Linked DNA regions of Mus musculus: region 2 is linked to region 1. A link is a contact called in public HiChIP or PLAC-seq data. All regions are on one chromosome and are shown on one strand. The core of a region is the stretch at or near the end of the contact, and the rest is flanking DNA. Distances in the headings are between cores, read along the strand shown.

The links. HiChIP or PLAC-seq counts read pairs in DNA pulled down with a chosen protein or histone mark.
Region 2: a contact with region 1 is called in an H3K4me3 HiChIP or PLAC-seq map of bone marrow-derived macrophages, with 4 times the contacts expected there. The contact joins the enhancer-like site here to the promoter of Slu7 in region 1. A contact is called at or near these places in 1 of 39 promoter capture datasets (embryonic stem cells), 3 of 484 Hi-C or Micro-C datasets (embryonic stem cells, nephron progenitors and stem cell-derived neural stem cells), 8 of 115 datasets of contacts at active chromatin or transcription factors (the 230-238 cell line, bone marrow-derived macrophages, embryonic stem cells and 3 more) and 4 of 9 other capture datasets (adipose tissue, embryonic stem cells, liver and 1 more).

What each region holds. Positions count from the first base shown.
Region 1 is chr11:43,432,111-43,438,141 of GRCm38.p6, forward strand. It overlaps Slu7 (SLU7 splicing factor homolog (S. cerevisiae)), which reads left to right and starts at 1,621. Exons shown (of 16, transcript NM_198936.1): 1 at 1,621-1,709; 2 at 5,235-5,420; 3 at 6,013-6,031. The coding sequence starts at 5,251.
Region 2 is chr11:43,702,376-43,708,567 of GRCm38.p6, forward strand. Pwwp2a (PWWP domain containing 2A) reads left to right here. Exons shown (of 2, transcript NM_027557.1): 2 at 2,159-4,819. The coding sequence ends at 3,827. Among named protein-coding and RNA genes, the nearest start is that of Gm34963, 23 kb to the left of the region's middle. Within about 2 kb of position 1,401, at least 31 of the 459 cell types and tissues checked have an H3K27ac peak or open chromatin away from gene starts, as enhancers often do. A contact at or near this core is called in bone marrow-derived macrophages, where this site is marked.

The sequences.
Region 1 (6,031 bases), core at 371-2,870:
TAAACCACCAGCACACAAAAGTCTTGCTTTCAAAAATAAATCTATATACATTCCCACAGCTTCCACGTGAACATTGTCTAATTCCTTGAGAGGTTTTCTTCCCCTCTCACCAACAGGAAACATTGCTTTTCCCCAGTCCACTGCAAGTGTAAATAATATCACCATCCTGTCTTTAAAAGGACATGTTTTTCTGAGTGATGGTGTTCCCAGGCCAGCTTTGTGATCCCCACTTGTTACTGGGAAATAATGTACCTGGTTGGTAAACTTATAATAGAGTCCTCAGCTAATACAAGTCTCTCCTAATTTAGCTTTACAGAAAGCGTTCATCCAAAGATAATCCCTGCCTTCTTGGTCCCTCTCTCAAGCCTTGCGCTCTGAGTCCGCAGGACTCTGCTCTGCCTTTAGCTGCCTTGAAAAATCAAAATTATTTTTACATTCTTAACCCACTTCAAGTTCCTTTTTTAAAAAGTCTACTACTTTGGGCTGTTTGACTGAGGTGGTGGGGACGTTAGCTATAGTCCTGTATATCTGAAGAGCACTTCACGTAGGGGAAGTATAAATAACCACAAGACAGCATAAAGAAAAATGGCCAAGCAATGGCTCAGTAGTCAATACAGGTCATTCTTGCAGAAGCCCCCGGTTTGGTACTCATTCTGGTTCACAGACATATATCTGCATTTCCAGTCACAGATGATCTAACGCCAATGATGTGCAAACTCACACACAAAAAACATAAGGCTTTTTTTTTTTTTTTCCTGAGACAGGGTTTCTCTGTGTAGCCCTGGCTGTCCTGGAACTCACTCTGTAGACCAGGCTGGCCTCGAACTCAGAAATCTGCCTGCCTCTGCCTCCCAAGTGCTAGGATTAAAGGCATGTGACACCACTGCCTGGCATAAGGCTTTTTTTTTTTTTTTTTTTAAGAAAAATAAATTCACCAAAGTCGCCTATTTTCCAGGAGTTTGTTTTTTATGGGGATGTTTGTTTGTTTGTTTGTTTGAAAAAGGGTCTTCCTATGTCACTGGCCAGGACCTCAAAGATATGCCTATCTCTGCTAGGATTAAAGGTGTGTGCCATTACGCCGACCTTTGCAGCATTTTCAATAATCATTTTTGCTAAGATTCTGTGCTGTAGGCTGGCAAGATGGCTCAACAGGTAAGAGCACTCACTGACTGTTCTTCTGAAGGTCCTGAGTTCAAAACCCAGCAACCACATGGTGGCTCACAACCATCTGTAGTGGAATCTGATGCCCTCTTCTGGTGTGTCTGAAGAGAGCTACAGTGTACTTATATATCTTTGGGTGGGAGCAAGCAGAGACTGACTGGGCGAGCGGGGTTGACCGGAGCGAGCAGGGGTCCTAAAAAAATTCAATTCCCGACAACCACATGAAGGCTCACAACCATCTGTACAGCTATAGATTATCCATATACATAAATAAATCTTTAAAAAAAAAAAAAAAAAAAAAAAAAAAAAAGATTCTGTGCTGTTCCAGAAAGAAAGCTGCACTGCCATCACTTCGCCTTTCTGGGTCAAAAAAAAAAAAAAAAAAAAAAAAAAAAAAAAAAAAGAGCCAAGCGCTTGCAAATGCGCATGTGCCGATCTCCCGGAAGTTATCTCTGCGCAGCCGGAAGAAGGCAGGGAACCCGGAAGTAAACATTGCCGAGTCGCTTCGTTTCTGGCGGATGGTTTTGAGTGGTCTGCGGCGCGACTGGGTAAGTTGGGGTTCTGAGATTGAGCAGACGAACTGGGGACCTCGGGGAGCGGGTATCCCCTGCAGTGAGTCCTCGCGGTGATGAGCCGTCGTGGAACGGCGGACCCGGGTGGAGACTGTGGCCCAGGACGCAGGCGCCGCCCTCGCGTTCAGCCGGACCGAGGCTGACTCCTCAAGGAAAAGCCCTGGTCACTGTAAGCCGGACATCCTGAGCAGCCCGTACCGAAGCTGAGCCCTCTGTCCCCAAAAGAGTTCCTTTGAGGTTCAGTTTTTTCCGTTAGGTGGAGATGATCTTATTTTGTGAGGGTCAAATTAGAATGTCCGTATTGCATCAGTGAGTGGGAGCTGTTAAAGTTCTAACTCGGAGAGAGCCGGACCCTCTGCAGAGCAGTGGAACCTAATGACAAAACACTTCAGTCCCTCTTAATCTTGAATGTGACAGGCCTGCACTCCAGTGTCTGTGGTTTGTAACAGGGGTTGAAAGACCAACTAAAGTCAGGCTTGGGTTTGCGATCTGTCGTCTCTCACTAATGTCTTGTTATCTGAAGGTGTTAACCCCCCCCCCCCCGCCCCAAACTTGTTTCCTCACCATAAAATAGGGTGGTTGTAAAGATTTGGTGACGGTCTGCATGGTAAATTAAAGAAATGGTAACTGTTAAAATGAAGATGATTAAATCTGTGCTTCTAGTATATACTACCACGGATTTCTAACACTTCTGTTTTTATTTTTAAGTCTATTTTATTTTAATTATGTGTATAAGTAGGTAGGTGGGTTTGCCCTTGTAAGAACGTGTGTAGTCTTCTTGGAATCCCTGTAGCTGGAGTTAGGGACAGTTGTGAGCCACCTGACATAGATGCTGAGAACTGAGTTAGGGTTGTCTACAGGAGCAGTAGGTGAACCGTCTCACCTGCCCCATACACAGACCTCTATGGTGGCATATGCCTATAAAGCCAGAACTCGGGAGATGGAGGCAGACACAATTTCACAGGAAAGTCATGGAGTTTAAGGAATGCTGTGGATAAATACTTAGTGTTCTGGGTGTGGATGTCATGTACACAGTTGGTTGTGTAGATTTGAAGATCAAATGAAAAGTCTAGGGCAGAGAGATAGTATGGAACCCCAGTAGTGGGATACTGTTCCTCCTGAATCTTGGCAACTGGTATTGTTTAGAGTGGTGAGTGAGGCTCTTGCTGCTCTGTAAGGAATCAGCCTCTAAATAAACGTGTGCAAATAGATGAGCCTGCAGAGAAGTCGAGAACAGGAGAGGTGTTCACGGAAAACCAGTAACATGTTATAGAAGCCAAAGAATGAGAATCTCTGACAAAAGAAGGCATGGAATGGTCGGGAATGGAAATGAAGTCAGTGACCAGAGCAGAGGAGTGCAAAGCAGAGGTATAAAAATAGGCACACTATGAATATGGGTGATTTTGTGGTGTGTGTTTGTGTGTGTGTGTGAGAGAGAGAGAGAGGCAGAGACAGAGAGAACTAGATATGCTAGGCATCCCTGAATGTAGACAGACCCATCTCTATTTTTTTCTAACAAGGTCTCATGTCTTGAACTCTCTATATATCCAAGGGTGACCTTGGTCTTCTGATCCTATATTCACATCGAGATTGCTGGATATCAAGTATGCACCACCAGGCCTAGTTTTTGTTGCACTGGCAATCAAACTTCTGCTAGGCAAACGCTCTATCAACTGAGGCTTCATCCCCAGCCCTGAACTTTGGTAATTGTTAAGGCATTGGGCCTTCAAGGGGAACAGTGATGTGCTCTGGTTTTTTTAGGTTTTTGGGGTTTTTTTGTTTGTTTGTTTGTTTGTTTTCCTATGGAAGATAAGTTTGAGACATGCAGGAGGGCTAATTTAGGAACATCTGTATGAAAGTCTTTGAATTTTTTTTAAAGATTTATTTATTGTTATTTGTAAGTACACTGTAGCTGTCTTCAGACACACCAAAAGAGGGCATCAGATCTCATTACACATGGTTGTAATGCTGGGATTTGAACTCAGGACCTTTGGAAGAATAGCCAGTGTTCTTAACCACTGAGCCGTCTCTCCAGCTCCTTAAAATTTTATATACATGGCTTTCTCTGCTTACAAATTGGAGTGTTGAGAGAATTGGCGCTAAGAATACGTAAAGACTTTTTTTCATTTTGAGACAAGGTCTCACTATATAGCCATGGCTAGCTGTGGATTCAATATGTAGACCAACCTAGTTCCAGACTAGCCTCCAACTCCAGAATATCCACATCCCTCTGCTCTCCAGGTGCTAGGATTAGGTTGTATATTACAGTGCCCAGTTTGTAAAGCCTTTTGAGTAAGGGAAACCGTTAGAACCAGTGAGATGGCTCAGCGGGTAAAGGCACTTGCTGCTGACCTGATGACCTGAGTTTGATCCCTGGGACCCACGTGGTGACTGGGGGAGAACCAACTCCTACAAGTTGATCTCTGACCTCTGTAGTGATAATTTTGGAGTTCTGGTTTCTTTTAAAAACATAGAAATATTATAAGAATATGTTATCATTTTAATCCCAGGTGGGGCTGCTTCGGACTGTTGCAGTAGCTGACTGTGATTTGCTTCATGCCCTAGCAGAGGCTTTGCCAGCAACTGCAGGTAGTTGCTGTGTTCATGTGACATTTGGAATTCTGGGGACTTGGACTTAGAGGGTAAATAAATGCTAGAGCCCCAAGAAGTGGGGTGGGTTGTTAGTTGTTGGGGGTTGTTGTTGATTGCTGGGGGTTGAGGTTTGTTAGGTAATCTTGTGCAGACAAGAAGAAAAAAAAATCAGATATCCTGACAACAAAGATCAAACTTGCCCCAAGGAACTCAGTGCCCCAATCAGCAGGAAGTATGCTAATGATAACCTTGCCTCCTTTCTGACTCCTGGCTTTCTTCAGGGATCTCTTTTCTTCCCTCTCTCTCCTTTCCTCTCTTTTATCTAGTGATAGGGGGTTGAAAAGGTAAAAGAAAGGGGATGAAGAAGGATGGGAGAGGAAAGAACCCACAAAGAAGCCAAATCCCACTAAAGACCTTCCCATACACTCCATGGCACGCTCGGTCCTTACCCGACCCTTCCACACGCCTGCACACACAAAAAATAAATAAAATGTAAAGAAACCCTCCTTTATAGGCACTTTGAAAGAATAAGAACATAGGAGACTGGAGAATGCTGTTAGTGCAGCAAGGACCCAGTTTTGATCACAACACCATAAAAAGTTTGTGAAGTAGCCATGTCTGGTGGTGCACGCCTTTAATCCCAGCACTCGAGAGGCAGAGGCAGGCAGATTTCTGAGTTCAAGGCCAGCCTGGTCTACAGAGTGAGTTCCAGGACAGCCAGGGATACACAGAGAAACCCTGTCTCAAAAAACAAAACAAAAAACAAAAAAAAAGTTTGTGAAGTAAGAGGGAGAAAAAAAGTGTAAGCGAGAGAGACCCTAGGAAAGCTCACCGTGCTCAGACACCGTTCAGTAGTGTCAGGGTGTATTCCAGGAGACCTCCATTACTGTACAAACTTCTCTTGTTTAGAGGATACCAGTTCACCATGTCGGCGGCCGCTGTGGACCCAGTTAGTGCGACACCCATGACGGGATCAAAGGAGATGAGTTTGGAGGAGCCGAAAAAGATGACCCGAGAGGACTGGAGGAAGAAGAAGGAGCTAGAAGAACAGAGGAAACTGGGCAATGCTCCTGCAGAAGTCGATGAAGAGGGAAAGTAAGTCTTCTGTTGCTGGTGTGTTTAAATCCACCCCCAGTTCATCGGGGGCCCACCCTTTGCTTTGGTAGGGGGTTGTCCTTTATTGTTCGCAGAATGTGTGTTCTTCTTTCTCATCTCCTCAGACTCATAAGTATGTAGTTTAGTAGACAAATGCTACTAAAGAGCTCATAGTGACTAGCAGTTGTCCTTTTTGACCTTTTTTCTGCCCCCAGCCTAAAGTGGCTACTTTCCCATGCTCTTATTTTGAATTTTTCAAATCTCTGAATTGTAATGCTTCTGTGATTGCTTTACTCAGTCGGCTGTGTGCACTAGTTTAACTTTCAGCTCCGATGGAGGGAGCTCGCTAACCCCTCCCTCCGTCTCCTTCCAGTTGTACCTAAGTCTCCGCATCTCTATTAGAAAGTTCCTCGGTGTAATATGACACCGTACATCTTTATTCTTAGTTCTTCAGTTAATGGAGATAGCAACCGTCTTCCCTCTCCATCCCACGGCAGGGTTTCTGTTCTTAGCCTCTGTGCTCACTACCTTTGTGGTTAAAATGCCATTTTCAAACTTCCTTTTTCACAATTTCACTTAAATTTTATTACAGAGATATCAACCCTCATATT
Region 2 (6,192 bases), core at 151-2,650, 270 kb after region 1:
AGCTAGGAGCTAACCTTTTATTTTATACAGCAAAACTAAAATTTACACTTGGTAAGAGCTCTGAGAACTTCACTGTAGATCACTGGGCGTGGTGGGGCATGCCTGTCATCCCAGGATTTGTGAGGCAGAGGCAGGAGGATTTGAGTTTGAGGCCAGCCTGGTACTATACTACATAGCAGTTTCTAAGCTAGCTTAGAATACGTAGTGAACATAATTTCAAAAAGTAAGCAAAATCATTCAGATTATTATGCCTTAAATTCTCCAGCCTAAAGATTTATTAATTTTTAGCGAGGATAATGAGAGGATCCTATCCTTTTTGTTTGGTTGTTTTTTTTTGTTTGTTTCTTTGTTTGTTTTGTTTTGGTTTTTTTTTTTTTTTTTGAGACAGGGTTTCTCTGTATAGCCCTGGCTGTCCTGGAACTCACTTTGTAGTCCAGGCTGGCCTCGAACTCAGAAATCCGCCTGCCTCTGCCTCCCAAGTTCTGAGATCAAAGGCGTGCACCACCACGCCTGGTGTTTTTTTGTTTTTGATATAGAATCTTTCTCAATAGTCTTGGCTGTCCTAGAACTTGATACATAGATCAGGCTAGCCTTGAACTCACAAAGATCCTCCTGTCTCTGCCTCCTGATTACTAAGATTAAAGGCATGAGCCACCACAACTGGCTAAAGATTTATTTTTAAAAAGTTATTCTGAACCTTCTGGAGAACATTTAAGAGGACAAGAACATAAAACACAGAAACAAATGAGCAAAAAACCCAAACACTTGTTATTTTCAAAAACTGACATATAGAAAACATTTTCTTCTAATTTACAGGGTTCCTCATGACCTGATAGTCTGCTGCTATCATTGGTTCTCTGTAACTTTGCCTTATAAAACTGGCATTAACATTGTCTTGTGCTAGATGTTGTTGTCTCAGTGTTTTTTAAAATTTGCATCCTGACATACACTGAGATACTTGGAATATGGTTTTGTTTTTATGAAAATGCAATAAAAACAGCAAATTTAACTGAAAGTTTCTTTATTTCAACCAAGTTACATTGATCCAGTTACATTTCCAGGTTTGTCTGAGAAACAGTTCTTATTTTCTGCTCATTCTCCTTCCTACTGAAGCTGGGATCTATTTATACATGCATACTGGGATCTATTTATACATGCATACTGGGATCTATTTATACATGCATACTGGCTATACAACTGGTTTGAAATTGGATTACACTTGAAAATACTGCTTGTCTTTTATTCTTTCCTTTGCTTTCTCTCTTTGAGACAAGAGACCTTGGCTGTGTTGTACAAGTTGGCTTTAAACTCAATCCTTTGTCACACCCTCCTGGGTACTGCCACTGCAGATTCTCGCCAGTCTGCCCAACTGAAATAATTTCTGAATGTAGTTTGTGGTTTTAAAAAGTGAAACTCAGGGACACTGAAGGGATGAGTCATCAGTTAGGAGCACAAACTGCTCTTCTGGACCTGGGTTCAGTCACCAGTACCAACACAGCAGATCACAATAATAATAATAATCTGTAACTCCAGTGTGGGGGATTCTTTTCTGGCTTCTGAAGGCACTGTACTCATGGTATATATAGATGATATTCATAGAGCCAAAACACCAGTATATACAAAGTAATACAAAACAAACTTTGAAACCACGCAGCTCTGCCTTGTCAGCATTGGAAATACTTTGAGCATCTGATTCTGTGCTGTTTAAACTGACCTGGAACTTCAGGTGTTCCTGCCTTAGCCTTGAGTGCAGAGATTACCAACAGGTGCTACCACCCTGGCTGGTATTAAGCTTTTGAGAGGTATTATGTATGACCAGAGGAAAATGATGACGTCTAATATATGGGTGCATTTACTGGAAAATGTGCATGGTTCAGTGAGTTTAATACCACATGGCATCTCATATTAATCTGTCTGATAACAGATCCATTTTAAATAAAGCCACTCTGGTATTGCCTAGAGTAACCATTTATTTCGGTTATTTCTAGTTTCTCTCTAAATGTAGAATCAAAAGAAGTGGAGAATTTTGTTACTTTGGAGACAGCAGTAGTTTATTTTAGATTCGTGTATAGATGCGTATGAAGTTGTTTACGTTTAAGAAGTTGAGTTACAGATATCAACTCACTAGCTTTCTTTTGTTCTTCCATTTCCTTCAAAGGTTTGGGCCCCATGGGATCCCTGTGACAGTATTTCCCAAAAGGGAATATAAGGACAAACCGGACGCCATGCAGCTCCAAAGTACCACATTCCAAGAAGGGATAGAAGTCAAGCAGGAAGTGAACGGTGCTGTTCCCGATGACCTCTCTCCAGTCCCTCCTCCTGAGCGCCTGTGGGCTTCCAAGCCACCTCCTCTCTTCCATGAAGGAGCACCTTACCCTCCCCCCTTGTTTATCAGGGACACATATAACCAATCAATACCTCAGCCGCCGCCTCGGAAAATTAAGCGACCCAAACGAAAAATGTACAGGGAAGAACCCACTTCAATAATGAATGCGATTAAGCTACGGCCCAGGCAAGTCCTGTGTGATAAGTGTAAAAACAGTGTTGTTGCTGAAAAGAAGGAAATTAGGAAAGGTAGCAGTGACTCTTCTAGGTATGAAGATAAAAAACGGAGAAATGACAGTGTAGCTACTGTGAACAAAAAACTGAAAACTGACCATAAAGTGGATGGGAAAAACCAAAACGAAAGCCAGAGAAGGAACACTGTGGTGAGGGTTTCCAGTATCGCTCACAGCAGGGGCAGAGTAGTCAAGGTTTCTGCTCAGGCAAATACATCAAAAGCTCAGTTAAATACCAAGAAAGTGCTCCAAAGCAAGAACATGGATCACGCAAAAGCTCGGGAAGTATTGAAAATTGCCAAAGAAAAGGCACAGAAGAAGCAAAGTGAAACCTCCACTTCCAAAACCGCCCATGCGAAAGTCCACTTCACACGTCGGTATCAGAGTCCCAGCTCAGGTTCTCTCCCACCCCGAGTGCGGTTAAAACCACAAAGGTACAGGAACGAAGAAAATGACTCTTCTCTGAAGACGGGACTGGAGAAAATTCGGAGTGGCAAGCTGGCGCCTAAGCCGCAGTCTCGATGCACCTCCACCCGCTCAGCAGGTGAGGCCCCTTCAGAAAAACCGAGTCCCTCAGAAGGCCCGGAAGAGTCCGCCGGTGAGGTTCAGGACACAAGCAGAGTGCGTGTGCCTGGTGAGCAGGAGGAACTGCGGATGTTGGGCAAAAAGGGCAGCAAAAGCAGTATCTCTGTTTACCTGACCCTAAATCAGGAGACATCTGACTCTTCCAGTGCCTCAGTGTGTAGCATTGATAGCATGGATGATTTGAAATCCTCCAACTCTGAGTGTAGCTCTTCTGAGAGCTTCGTTTTTCCTCCCGGCTGTATGCACGCACCTTCTGCCTCTTCCACTTCTACTTCCTTCTCTTCAAAGGAAGAGAATAGCCTCCGTAATTCTTTGAAAATGAAAATCTTTTCAAAAAATGTCTCTAAATGTATCACACCAGATGGCAGGACCATATGTGTAGGGGACATTGTTTGGGCCAAGATATATGGCTTCCCTTGGTGGCCAGCCCGTATTCTTACCATCACTGTAAGCCGGAAAGATAACGGCCTTTTAGCCCGGCAGGAGGCCCGTATCTCATGGTTTGCATCTCCAACCACATCTTCCCTTGCTCTCTCACAACTCTCCCCCTTTCTAGAAAACTTCCAGTTACGGTTTAATAAGAAGAGAAAGGGTCTGTATCGCAGGGCTATCACAGAGGCTGCTAAGGCTGCTAAGCAGCTGACCCCTGAAGTGCGGGCTTTGTTGACACAATTTGAAACGTGAACATGGACAGTAAGGTAGGCGAGAACCACTGGAGCTGCTGCAGGTCCCTGGCTAGTCAGGAATCATTTCCACCAGCTAGCTTGGCCAAACTGGTGAGAAATTGCACTCAGTTGGCTTTTTATACGTTATATATAGCCATTTTTACACTAAGAAGCTGAAAACTGAAAGATGTTTCAAATTTTCTCTTAAGTAGGATTTTAGGAATATTTTCCAGTTTTAAAATCTAAAACCACCCTAAGGCATAGAAGCCATAGCTTCAAATGAAACAATTTTTGCAGGGACTGTTAATTGCCATTTGTAGCTATTGTTTGTGTGTATATGTATGTCTAGGTATGCACACCTAGACATACATACACACACATCCACATGTATAAACTATTGTCTGTCACCATGTGACATGGGTTGCATATTTGAGATTTTAGTAAGGGCTGGAACTTGGGGAACAGTGGATATTCAATGATTACTTGTTTTATCTAGTGAAAACTTAGACTTTCTATGCACATAGGGTATAAAAGTTTGATATTGGATGTTTGACACACTGAGATGCTTGCTATGACAAATTGGTATGCTTGCTGTTTAGTTATAGACCAGGCTGTACACATTGCCAGTATTTGGGATTAAAACTATTAAGACTAGACAGGTTTGGGTCAGTACTCTCTTGTCCAGTGAGGTTGTAAAACAAACTGTCAGATATTTGGTGGGAAGTTTAGATAGATTTTATTTGGGGTATATAAATAATTGAGTGAAAAGTTAGTCAGATTTCTCCTGACTGGCTGTTCCTAAATTCTTAGGACAGACCCTAGCAATTTACACTTTGTGAATTAATGTCATGTGTAATTGTTGCATTTTGGATGTACCTAATTTGATAGTTTTTCAGAAGCATTTTCCATTTAAGGTAATCTGTTTGCAGGTCAGAAAATGAGAAATGTGATTGTATAATGCATTGAAATGTAAAAAAAAAAAAGCTGTAAATAAAATCAACTAAATCCAAATTATTTGTGTGTGTTTCTCAAAAAGCTTTGAACAGTTTCAAAATAGTAGAAATTTTTCTTTGCAATAGTGGTTAGAAAACATGAGAAATTAAACATTTTTGTTTGCCCTGTCAGGGATGTATTGGAGAATAAATAAAATTCAAATAACAGGAGGTACAGTGAGGCTCTATAGTAATACCATCCGGTAGAACTCTAGTTCCTATCAACTGCTCATGAATGCTTTTCATTTTTTCCCCTCAGTTTTAGCTTTGATAAATTGTCATGCTTTAAAAAATTAGGTAATTGTAGTTGGTTTGCTCTCTGGTCTCCTGCCTCAGATATCACTGCTTTATGGGCTTAGTAATCTAACTCCATATTCTACATGGTCTACCTGTCCCTAAGATGTTATTTTTTAAGAGTCTCGCTATGTCACTTTGGCTGGCCAGGCTGATTTCAAGCTCAGAGCCTTGCCTGCTTCTGCCTCCTGAGTGCCCGCAGAGGCAAGGTGATCTCGAGAATTAAGTTGCTTCCAAGCCTTTTGTTTTCTTAAATTTGATATAGTTTCAGTTAGTACTTACTTGAGATACAAAAAGGTAAACTTTTATGGATTTCTAAAATAATCCAGTGTGAGATATGTTAGTTACTACATAATTAATAATAAAGATAATGAAATTTGGAAATGAACTTCCTTAAGCTTGATACCTGATTATTTCTGGGAAAGAAAATAGAATTTCTTCTGGGGAACTTAGTCAATGCTTTTTGATTTTAATAAACACACAAAGAAAAAGATACATATTCTTTCCTGCAAACAGAAACTAATCTGATTATGACAGTCTGAAAGCTCACAGTGTGATGAAGGGCTTATGAGGGAAATATCCTAGGTTTTCTGAGTAACTGTTTTAGATTAGAGTACTTGTTTGTTTACCTTTTGAAAAACTGATTTATGCGAGAGTCATCTAAAAAGTAATGTGAAGTGTGTGATCTGGGCTGTTGTAGTTGTGACTTTGAAAGTGGGTGTTGCTAATACAGTCAGACACTTTGGCAATGTATCTTTATGGCATAAACCATTTGTCCTATTTCAGAAGCTACATGGGAAAATACAATCTGTGATTGTGGAGTATATAAATAACATTCAGCCAGGAGTGATGGCATGTTCTAGTGATCCTATCATTTGAGAGGTGGATGCAAGAGGGTTGAGTGACTTAGAGATTGACCAGGGCACATAATGAATTCTTGTCCAGAAAATGAACAAAGGAATATTTGGCTCTGTGTGCTGGTACATGCCTTTAGCCCTAGCATGTTCTCTGAGATTGAGGCCGATCTGATCTATGGAATTCTATCTAGACCAGCCAGGGCCACATAGTGAGATACTATTTTTAAAGATATCCCAGTAG